Linked DNA regions of Danio rerio: region 1 is linked to region 2. A link is a contact called in public Hi-C data. All regions are on one chromosome and are shown on one strand. Each heading gives the region's core, a stretch centred on a gene start, on an enhancer-like site or on the middle of the called end of the contact. The rest is flanking DNA. Distances are from core to core; before and after follow the strand shown. Region 1 overlaps ctdsp1 (CTD (carboxy-terminal domain, RNA polymerase II, polypeptide A) small phosphatase 1). Region 2 overlaps spegb (striated muscle enriched protein kinase b).

Region 1 (5,768 bases), core at 2,111-4,610, 46 kb after region 2:
AAATTAAAAACATGCAAAATGTTATAAGAATTCATATTGCTGCATTTTGGAGACAGTTGAATAAATGCAGCCTTAATAAACAAGAAAATTGTAAAAATCTTACGGACCCTAAAGTTTTTGATATCTTAGGATTGGTGTCATTTGAGTACAGTGAAGTCATGCTCTTTGGCTGCATTTAAATTACAAGGTCCAAGTGACTCAATTCTGATCTTTTTCTTGTCTCCCATGTGGCACAGATGGAATAAGGCCCATTTACTTGTAAGCAGGAGACATATCACATGGATTCCGATAAACTCCGATCTGTTTCAGGCCTCATTCATATGTGGAAATAAGAGAAACTAAAATAATAGGAGATTTACTAATAAACTAATACCATCCAATTTTGGCATCATAGTTAGCTCAACTAGTTTTAGTGCAGTTGTTGCTTGCTTTTTCTCAATTTCTGGAGACGTCATATATATTTACAGTTTTCCATGTGACTTTACCGCTCTCACACGTGAAGAACTTGAAACCGCTCTGTCCACTGATAGCTCCTCATATAAACATATAGAATATCAAATAAAATCTTTGCCGGTTGACACATTTTACTGTCTGCAATACAGTACATGCCTTCATAGCAACCAGCTGTACACGTATTACTTATAAAACTAGATTTCTTGTCTACTAGCACATTAGAGGAGACTCATGGAGTCTTAGTATTTCTTATGTGCAAGTTGTATGTTCTTATAGGTAATGTATATAATGTGTACTGTGTTTTAAATGTAAAACAACTTCTTGTTTCAAATGCCACCTTGGTTAATTATTTACCAATGTCCTTGAACTTTTATTACAGGTCCCAGCCAAACCACTTCTTCCACAGATAAAGTCTAAAGATGTAGGGAAGATCTGCGTAGTAATTGATCTGGATGAAACACTAGTCCACAGTTCATTCAAGGTAGGCCAATGTGTTGAGTTATTTTTTTTTTTCTTATTGGTTTATAGCTGGTAGCAGGTGTGAGTTTATATCATGCTGTTGGCAACCTAACTAACCTTATCATAGCCATGGATACACTTGAGTCAAACATTATACTGGCGTTAAGCAACATTGCTTGTGTTTACATCAAAACTTTAAAACTTAATTCATTATTTGATGCTAAAATGTTTTATCTTGTCCAGGCTCAAAGGTTTAGCTTACTTAAATATATAAATAAGGTGAAATTTGACTCATCTTGTGAACTTTTCTTTTCATTTCTAAGCATTTCTTTTGTAAATTATTTTGTGAATATTTCAGTTTTGTTTTTTTTATTTTTACTACATAATTATATTCACTATGGTCCCCTTTTGTTTTTAACTTTCATTGATAAAAATGTTTTAAAATTTCGTGTGTGTGTATGCGTGCGTATAAATAAGGGTGAGCAATGACAACAGAGTTTACAGTTTTTGAGTTAACCATTTCTTCAATTTATCGTTCAATTATTGTATACTATTTATTCAATTAAATGTAAGTCACTACACTCTACCAGATAAGTTTGGTATTGTGACCTAATTTCTTCAAATGACAAGAAACGAAGAAGTTCTTCTCTCTTTCTGATGTATGACATTTTGATTTTAATTAAGAATTAAAACAAATGAGATCAACAATTTGTTTCACAATGTTACTAACACTTGTGAACACCTGAAATTATTGAATATTTAAGGGTGCTGTATGTACGTTTTTGACTCTTCTAAAGCATGAAAACATCATAATCTGTTTGGAGATATTTAAGAAACATTATAAAGGAGACACAGATTCAGAGTTCCACATGAGGTGGATATTAATTGGTAAATTATATAAATATTACGAATGTTATTGGTTAGCTGGTTACATTGTAGCCCTGTGTCCTAACAACATGCTACATGATGAGATTTGCATTGATGAGCAATTTGGCTGTTTGCACCAGACGAAATACGACAGAAATTTATATACAGCCATTCAGAAGCACAGAATAGTACACTCACTGCACTCCAACGGAATGGTAAGGTTTATAATCTAATTAATGCATATTAAACCTCTTTAACATTATTAAATGTACATGCTGAATCACTGATGTGTGTTGGCTTGTAGTGAGTCACAGTTCTTAAGTTCAGTTTCAAATGGTTTCTTTTATTTTCAAGATCTGAGGTGAGCTATCTGCTGCTGCTTTCAGTATATGGCTATAAATGTCATGTAATATGGCATTCAAAATCACATTATTAGCATTTAACACTGAATAAAGCACATGAGGTGTACCTGAGATAATCATTGTCAGTTTTCTGTTGTTCAGGTGCAAGAAATAGAAACGATTTCTAAAATATAAATTTCAGGTGTTGATTAGAACAAAAACTTTTAATATGGAAAATATTGCTTCTATCACTTGTCGTTGCTTTAGTTTAGAACACGGTTTAAATCAGAATTTAGGCTCGTTAGTCAGGCACTTTTCTGTATCGTCAGTCTGGCAACCTGCGCTTGGATGTGTTTTGAACCATGAATGCAATACCTAGTTCAACCACTGGGTGTCAAACTTACATCACCTTTATGCAGCAAGAATTAAAGAATCATTACCTGATGAAGGCACACAGCCGAAACAAACGTTTTTTTTTTTTTTTCTCCTTTGATTCATTTAATAAATAATTGCTTGCTATCGTTCTGTAACACAGGAATTGCCAGCACTTCATAATTACTTGAATGGTCATTCAGACTGTTCATATAAGACTGTACTATATTCAATTTTTGTTACATCATATTCAACATCAAAGATCCTATAAAGATTTTAGATTTGAGCTTTCAAGGTCTATTGTCATATTTTAGTCAAAGGAACAAGAAAAACTATTAGAGGCTAAAGTGGATGTGGTCAAATTGAACGTAATGGCCATTCAATGTAGAAATACTCAAAATATTACTCTTTTATTTTATTAAAATGATAATCTAAAAGGTTAGAATTAATATACACACATTTATGAAATGTCAGGGTACTATAGATATATGCGTTTTATTTTAACAAATTTGTTAAATTGCATAAATTAAAAAGCGTTTAAAATGACTGCTTTGGTAGTTCTAGTTTTAATATGCGTATATATATATATATATATATATATATATATATATATATATATATATATATTTAATGTTAATTTCCCAGAGAAGTGTAAAACGCTGTGGGTGAGACTTTTTGTTTTTAGCGGTGCAACATGAAAACTCAACAAGTGCCTTGGTTTAGGACAAGACCTTTGCTTCGGGAAGCATGTAATCTAGTTAACCATTTGAAACACCAATTGGTCACAGCAGTCCCGAATACTTTGGAGCACATTTTGTAGATTGGTTTAAACTATTGCAATATGTCCGCCTAAGTCTTTCACAATGTAATAATGTTTGAGTGCATGCACTGTCCAGCAACATGCTTGACAACTAAGAACAAAAGAGGAAGTGTGTTTACAAGTCACCCTTTGCAAAATTGACTTTTTAATATATTAGACATGCGCGTTATATTCAAATTTTTTGAGTTATCAAATACAAGTAAGCTTATTTGAGCAGCCAGTGGTTGTGTTTTAGGAAGATTTTACATGTATGCATGCACTGTAGATAGTGGCTAATGCATGATTTGATTCAGAATAAAAGATTTGCTTCTCCTGCTGAAGGACATCATAAAGACAATATGTGCACAATTTGGGGAAGCCAGAAAGAAAAAAAAGTTTCCTCATGGGAGTGTAACATTGCTGTTGACTTTGACAATCCATTATACTCAAAAAAGGGAATGTATATTGAGTACATTAAATATATAAGTGTTTTTTTGTTGTTGTTACAAATTTTTCAGAGAAATCATGGTTAGTAGTTTATCCACAAACTTAAAAAAAAAAAAAACATTTCAAAGAGATTTCAGATTTCGAGTCTGCATTAAAATATTAAAATATCTTTAAAAAAATCTTAATTTCAGTGATCAAATACCATTTAAGTGAATTTATATACATTACCTGACAAAATCTTGTTGTCTATCCAAGTTTTAGGGGCAACAAATAATAACTTCTAGTTGATCATTTGGCATCAGAAGTAGCTTATACACAAGGCAAAGGCCTCTAGATCACGCTTATTTTTACCAAAATAAAAGATCATCATTCCTTGATTTTAATTACTTAATTAGGACCGTAAGGTCTGACATTGCTTAGACAAAAGTCTTGTCACATAACAGAAATAATGTACAGTATAAAATATAATGTCATGGGCTTGCAGGACTGCATCCATACATCTCTGCAATGACTCAAACAGCTTATTAATAAATTCATCTGGAATGGCAAAGAAAACCTTGCATGATTGCCAGAGTTCATCAAGATTATTTGGATTCATCTTCAGTGCCTCCTTCTTCAGCTTACCCCAGACATGCTCAATAATGTTCATGTCTGGTGACTGGGCTGGCCAATCCTGGAGCACCTTAAGCTTTTTTGCTTTCAGAAACTTTGATATGGAGGCTGAAGTATGAGCAGGAGTGAGCGTCACAAGTGTCTTGATACCGCAGGCTGTTGATCTTGCCATCCACTCTGCAGATCTTTCATATGCCCCCATACTGAATGTAACCCCAAACCACGATTTTTTCTTCAACAAACCTGACTAATTTCTGTGAGAATCTTGGGTCCATGCAGGTTCCAATAGGTCTTCTGCAGTATTTGTGATGATTGGGATGCAGTTCAACAGATGATTCATGAGAAAAATCTACCTTCTGCCACTTTTCCAAATGATCAACTAGAAGTCAAGTTATTATTTGTTGCTCTCAAAACTGGGATTGATGACAAGACTTTTGTGGGGTAGTGTACATAGAAAAATCTTTAAATGCAAAAATGTCCACTTTTAATGTTCCATTAGCTTGCTTGAAGTCAAAATTGTCAGTGAAACAATTCTCCATCATCATTCAGTGTACTTTAAGGGATTTATTTATCTAAAAATGAAACCAAACTTTTTTAACCTGCACTTGATGAAATGTATAAAGGTGACCATACAAAGTTTTTATTTAAATAATATGTAGTATTTCTTGCTGATAAATTTAGTAAAAAACTGATTTAAAGGATCTTTCAAAGTATAAAGATTAGGAAAGGAAATGAACAAATATGTTGGTGTTGGACTAATACATAAAAATACTATACTAATCAAATGAATAGCTTTTATAACAAATTTATGTTGTGTTTCAGCTCTTTTTTTAAGGTTAACAGATGCTATTTTCATTAAGGATTAGTAGTGCAAACAAGTTTTTTGTGTTTCACAGAAAATGAACAGCATGCAGATGGACAGTCATACAGGAATAAATGTATTGAATAATTAATGATGTTTTCATGTTCATGGAGAACTCTTGCTTTTAAAGAGAGTAAAACAAGCATGGTCTTAAAGAATTGGACCCCTTAATGTTGCTTCATCTGGTTGTTTGTAAATGTAGGTCACACTGTCCTGATGTCTCTGCAACTCATAAACGTGATTATCTCAACATTTGAGATTGAGTTTCTGGACCTATCCTAATATCACTCACAGGCTGTGTGGCAATGTTGTCAAAATGATTGGAATCCGCTAGATATTTACACCTCATGTCAGTCATTGACCCAGTTGTCTGTAAAATAGATTTATATGAGTTTTTCGATCTGCTTCCAGCACGTAAATCTGTTTTTTTTTCTTTTCTTTTCTCAGCCAGTAAACAATGCTGACTTTATCATTCCAGTGGAAATTGATGGGACGGTACATCAGGTGAGCACAACCTGTTCTCATGCATGTTTGGTAACTGATGAGTGGAAGGTGA
Region 2 (5,927 bases), core at 2,240-4,739:
TGGGGTATTGTGTGCAGAATTTGGAGGAAATAAATGAATTTAATCCATTTTGGAATAACGCTGTAACAAAAAAATGGGGAAAAAGTGAAGCACTATGAATACTTTCCGGATGCACTGTATATGTGTATATTCAGTGCTGTCCTCTTTGATTGTCTGATTCACTCAATGATGAGCCAGCTTATTCAAACCCATGAAAGAGCCATCTACTGCGCTGGCAGTGATAATGTTGGTTTGGAATGATTCGTAACATTTTTTATAACTGTAACAAGTAACGATGCCTCACATAAAAAATCTATCAGAGTAAAAGTATTAAACTCGTCGAAAATATGTACTGAAGTAAAAGTGAAAGTGGGAGAAAAAAAAAACAATAATCCAGTAAAGTACAGATACTGCCAGCCTCCGGCACCTAGACTGCAGCTCTGCACAAGACGTTTGGCCAGAGGAGAAATGGTCGTGCCCAATTGAGCCTGGTTTCTCTCTAGGTTTTTTCATTCACTTGAAGTTTGTTCCTCGCCGCTGTCGCCACTGGCTTGTATGGTTCGGGACTTGGGGATCTGCACAGTGTTTGGACTTTCAGCAGTAAAAATTAAACCACAATTAACTGAACTAAACTGAACTTAAATTCAGAAAACTGCACTGACACTTACTATAATTTTCTATGTGAAGCTGCTTTGACACAATCTAAAATCTACACAAAAAATTGTTCCTCATGCTCCCCGAAGCACTTTTTAACAATTTGAGCTCGATGGCACTAGGCATGATGAGTGGATCACTTCATCCATCTCTCTTCTTACCCTGATGTGCCCATCACTCTTTAACAGGGTAAAACTGGACTCATCAGACCACATGACCTTTTTCCATTGCTCCAGAGTCCAATCTTTAGGCTTTCTGAATTGAATCTGGGAATTTTTTCCCAGATTAGCCTTAGCGATAAATAGTTTTCTTAAGGCTACACATCTTTTTAGTCTAGATCAATTTAGTTACTTTCACATTTTGTGTGGAAATACCTTTACTATTAAACATAGTTATAAGTTCTGCTTTTGTTTTTATCATTTAATTTCACTGGATATTTAAGTAATCACTAATATAGATAATTCAAGATTTTTAACCATATTTCTGCTTCAAAGATTATGGTTCTTCACTGTTTCCAGTTTTCTACAATACAATTCTTAATCCAATTTTAGTAGTTTCAGCAATCTCCTTTTCTTAGCATCCCAATAATCTGACCTTTATAAATCCGATTAAACTTGTTTAGCAGCTGAAACTTTATCATCTATAGAGTAATTTTCCAATTGGAGTTTCTTACCTATTTACTTTAAATCCAGATTGTGGCTTTTTTTTAGTTAGGCAGTGTACATTACTGGACACTTTCTCATGTGTTTTTAATCTGTGATGTTTGCTGAAGCTCCAGAGATGCTGAAAGGAGATGTGGTGGGTCCACCAGCTGACATCTGGAGCATTGGCATATTGACTTATATCATGTGAGTGTTTTCCTCTACAATTTTATCTATGAAAATGAATGTTCATTTCATGTCAAGCTTTCCCACTTTTATGCTATCTCCAATTGAGTTGCAATTCATACACGGATGTAAGCATTGGAGTCTGGACATTGTCTCATGTGTTTTGTCTCCTCATTTCAGAAGCTCTCTAGAGCTGGTAATCTGTCAGTGTCTGTGATTGTGTTTGACATGAATGCTATTCCAGTGTGTAACTTGATGCGTTTGTCATGCTGTCCACCATTCAGGCTTAGCGGGAGGTTGCCGTTCACAGAAAATGACCCTGCCGAGACCGAGGCCAGAATACAGGCAGCCAAGTTTGACCTCAGTAAGCTTTACCAAAACGTGTCCCAAAGTGCCTCTCTGTTCATCAAAAAGATCCTGTGCAGCTACCCTTGGTGAGTAAAACAGTGCAGTGTGAAATACTCATCTGAGATGTGTAAATGACCACGTCTGGGTCACATTTCCTATAAATTCAAGACATTTTAGTTTTTGCATAGTAGGATGAAGGCTTTTTGGACCATTACATTTGCAGTGTGACATTATAGAAATTCAAATTCAGCATTTTCCTTCACAATTAATGATTTAATAAATACAAATCTTTATACATAAGCGTTTTCAAGAGTTTACACTTAGATATTGCTTGGAGCTATTAGCAAGTTTGACATGCTGTCTGGGGAGAGAGCTCGGGGATAATTGAGCCCAGGGTTCCCGCCTGGTAAATTAGCATGTAAGGGGGTCCGAGATCAGGTAGGTCTCGATAGCTCCCCCTGGTAAAAGGAGAAAAAGGAGGATATGGAATGGAAGGGAGGATTCTCCCAAAACGAAGATAAGTAGTAGGGTGAATTCGATCTATTTATTGTAGGTTTAGATCAATCTGATTGGATTATTGCTGATTACCGATGAGAGATCAGCCGTGATCAATCATATCCAGTGCTCCTCGCGAAATTAGTTTGTAAAACTTCACTTTTAAAATGTAATAAAATGTCAAAATTATTTAATACATTAAAGGGGTCAATTTAATTAAATTTGCCAGTGACAGTTTTGGTAATTTTCAAATTATTGTAAAATTGTTTATCTTATGCCCCCATGTAACAAAAAGTGTATTGTATTATATTAAACATAATGAAAAGTAGTATTGCTTGTATTTTTAATACAGATTAATAAATAATATAATTTATACTTTTTTATTACATAAAATGACAAATAAAATCTAATATTCCTAATAATTGTAATCAACAAAATTTAGATAGATAGATAGATAGATAGATAGATAGATAGATAGATAGATAGATAGATAGATAGATAGATAGATAGATAGATAGATAGATAGATAGATAGATAGATAGATAGATAGATAGATAGATAGATAGATAGATAGATAGATAGATAGATAGATAGATAGATAGATAGATAGATAGAAGGCATAATCACTAAGTATGGTAATTTCTTTTCGCATATATCTCAAGGACTGTTTAATACAGGGAAGATTCAAAGATAACCTTTCAAAATGTATATCTATTTAATTTTATTATTTTGATTTTTTTTTTAATTGTCTTTATTCCAGCCAAACTTAAATAAATTAGACTTACTCTAAAAGAAAAAATACAATTGCAAATACTGTAAAAAAAAAAAGTCTTGCTCTGTTAAATATTAAATCAGAAGTAATTGAAAGAGAATTAAAATTTCACAGGAATATTAATTTTAATATTTAGTTTTCAGATTTTTATTAAATCAGAAATATATAAATCATGGTTTCTATAAACTGTAGTATTCTGCTCTATGTATTTCAGGGCCCGTCCGACCATCAAGGACTGCTTTACCAACTCGTGGCTGCAGGACGCATATCTGATGCGCCTGCGAAGACAGACTCTCACATTCACCACCACACGCCTCAAAGAGTTCCTGGAGCAGCAGCAGCACATCAGAGCCCAAGAGGCAACAAAGCACAAAGTCCTCCTGCGTTCCTACCAGAGCAACCCACAAACCCCATCCACCCCTCAGTGAGCTCCAGCACGGCATGAGACATGAGGCCACGGCTCCGGGGTTCTTCAGGACGCGGACAGAGAGAGACACAACCTCAGGACATCCCACTTAATGTGTGTTTACACAGATCAAGCACAGGAGTTTAACCAAGCTGGGGTCAGTTCTGAAACCAGAAACACACACACACACACACACATACATACAAAACATCCAGTGCATTTACCTCCATTAGCTGTGGCCAGCATGCACGGTGTTTATTGTCCCGGATGTTGTTCTTACTTCACGCTCATTTTTAACAAAAGCAGTTTGAATCTCTAGTGAGGGGTCAGATGAACTTTAGACTCATTCTCCTTGAGAGAAGCGACTATTTTGTACACAAAACCGAGAAGACAGCGATCTAGTCCTTCACTTGATGCAAAAAATTTTACGTCGATGTTTTTTTTTTTTTTTTTTTGGGTGTCTTCCAGGGCCTTGAGATTCGTGGACAAAAAAAAATGGTGTACATCTTTTTTGAACTAGTTTTTATGGCATAAGTATTACTTTTATTACTGCTAGTTGTTATACAGTAGTGATTATCAGTACTAAACAAACAAAAAAACAATAAAAACGAGATGCTTTTTTGTCTTTTGCTAAAGTGTTTTGACCTAAACCGAAGTGGATTGACTTTATTGTAATATCAAAAGGCCTCACAGCTTTAGGGAGTGATATTTTTTTGGCAAGAATTCCCTGTACGGTTTGGCTAATCCGCTTTTTTTGATAAGTTGAAGTCTAAGACCAGGAATGTATTATATATTTCAGTGCATACAGTAGCATACAGCATGCATCTGTGAATAGCATATGGACAGAACTCTGTTTTTAGACTCTGAAGCTGTTTCACGTAGAGATCAGATGGGTTAAGATGTGCCTGGAAACTATCTAGAGCTCTTTGGATGTGTCTTAGAAAAGTGACTTTTTTTTTGAAGGGACTAGAATATGTTGTATAACACACGTTAGCTGCTGCAGTGAATGTTTGAGAGTCTTTAGTTTATTATTTTAAGAAGGTTTTTGCTGTAAGATTCATTTATACCCATGAATGAGAGTAACTTTATATTGAAAGCTGTCTAATTTTTGATCTAAATAACACATAAACAATATTAAATACATTACATATATTGATCACAAAAAAATCTGAGATTTTTAATTACTAGAAGAACGTGTATTTTTTTGACTTATGTCCATTTTGACAATTTATGAATCCAAAAATAGGAGTTTTAATCTTGACTTTGTTATATTATAGGCATCATTATGTTACTTTCATAGTTTGTTTTATCTAGATTTATTTTTGAACAGTTTGCATCCTGTTTGGTAAGCATAGATTCCCAGTATTCTGTCAGTATTCTGTTTTTTATTTTATTTCTTTGTATTTGTTTAGTTAATTTATCTAATGAACAAATGACGATTGTGTCATTCACATCCACAAAACTAATAGAAATCATATTCACAAACTAGCTAAAGTTAAAATAAGGTCTCTGTAAAACTAATGGTACAGATATTTTCAAAAAGAAAACAAAAACTAATTTCATTTTCTGCTTCATAAAGATGTTGAGCTGCAAAAGTTTGCATTGAATTTAATGCGTTCAAAAGACGTGTGGTTTAGTTAGGAAAAATCAATGAGTTATAAATAATTTGTATCAATTTTATAATACTCTGGCGAGTACTATAAAATCGAATTCAATCTACTTGTGTTTCAATTTTGAAATCGGATTACATCTAGATTACATCTACTCTGTAATAAATGCTGGGTTCCACAATCAATTTGTGTTGGGACAACATGAAGAAATTACATTAACTTACTAGTTTTTACAAATTTAAGTAGATTGAACATAAAACAATTAAGCTGTCGCAACAAAAACTCAATAATTCTGTTGTTTCAGCTCATTTGAAATAAGTAGTTTGAACAAATATCATATTTTTGAGTGTAGATTACATGTGATAAGTTACTTTCCAACACTTGTGAATATAACTTTTCAACAAATTTTATAGGCTAAAAATGGGTCTATGTGAGTGTAATTATTATTAGATTATTTTTAAAACCGGTAGTGACCTCAAACCGCAGGAAAACACATTATATTTCACAAATATTGGCTTAGATCATTGCTCTCAAACTCGATTCCTGTAGGGCTAAAGCTCTGCACAGCTTTGCTCCAACACCTAATCAAACACAGCTGATGCAAATAATCAAGGTGTTCAAGACTACTAGAGACTATTAAGCAGGCGTGAGTTGGAAGTGTTTGGAACTAAACTATGCAGAGCTGCGGCCCTCCAGGAATTGAGTTTGAGACTATTGGCTTAGATTGAATGACTGTTAGTGTAGTGTTTATTGCCATACTCGCGCACATTTATTTTCATCCACTTTGCATAAATGGCAACATTTTGGGTTTGTTCTTCTATCTAATTTGTTTATTA

What was found. Hi-C and Micro-C count contacts between places; a contact is called where the count stands out from the background.
Region 1: a Hi-C map of hematopoietic stem cells shows a contact between it and region 2, with 2.5 times the contacts expected there. The contact joins two enhancer-like sites. A contact is called at or near these places in 4 of 18 Hi-C or Micro-C datasets (caudal fin, embryo, hematopoietic stem cells and 1 more) and 1 of 4 datasets of contacts at active chromatin or transcription factors (caudal fin).

Annotation. Positions count from the first base shown.
Region 1 is chr9:43,450,196-43,455,963 of GRCz12tu, forward strand. It overlaps ctdsp1 (CTD (carboxy-terminal domain, RNA polymerase II, polypeptide A) small phosphatase 1), which reads left to right. Exons shown (of 7, transcript XM_021479012.3): 3 at 833-934; 4 at 5,660-5,716. Among named protein-coding and RNA genes, the nearest start is that of dre-mir-26a-1, 10 kb to the right of the region's middle. Within about 2 kb of position 3,361, at least 3 of the 62 cell types and tissues checked have an H3K27ac peak or open chromatin away from gene starts, as enhancers often do.
Region 2 is chr9:43,404,567-43,410,493 of GRCz12tu, forward strand. It overlaps spegb (striated muscle enriched protein kinase b), which reads left to right. Exons shown (of 42, transcript XM_073913014.1): 40 at 1,406-1,481; 41 at 1,745-1,894; 42 at 3,290-5,927. The coding sequence ends at 3,503. Among named protein-coding and RNA genes, the nearest start is that of mir732, 5.1 kb to the right of the region's middle. Within about 2 kb of position 3,490, at least 4 of the 62 cell types and tissues checked have an H3K27ac peak or open chromatin away from gene starts, as enhancers often do.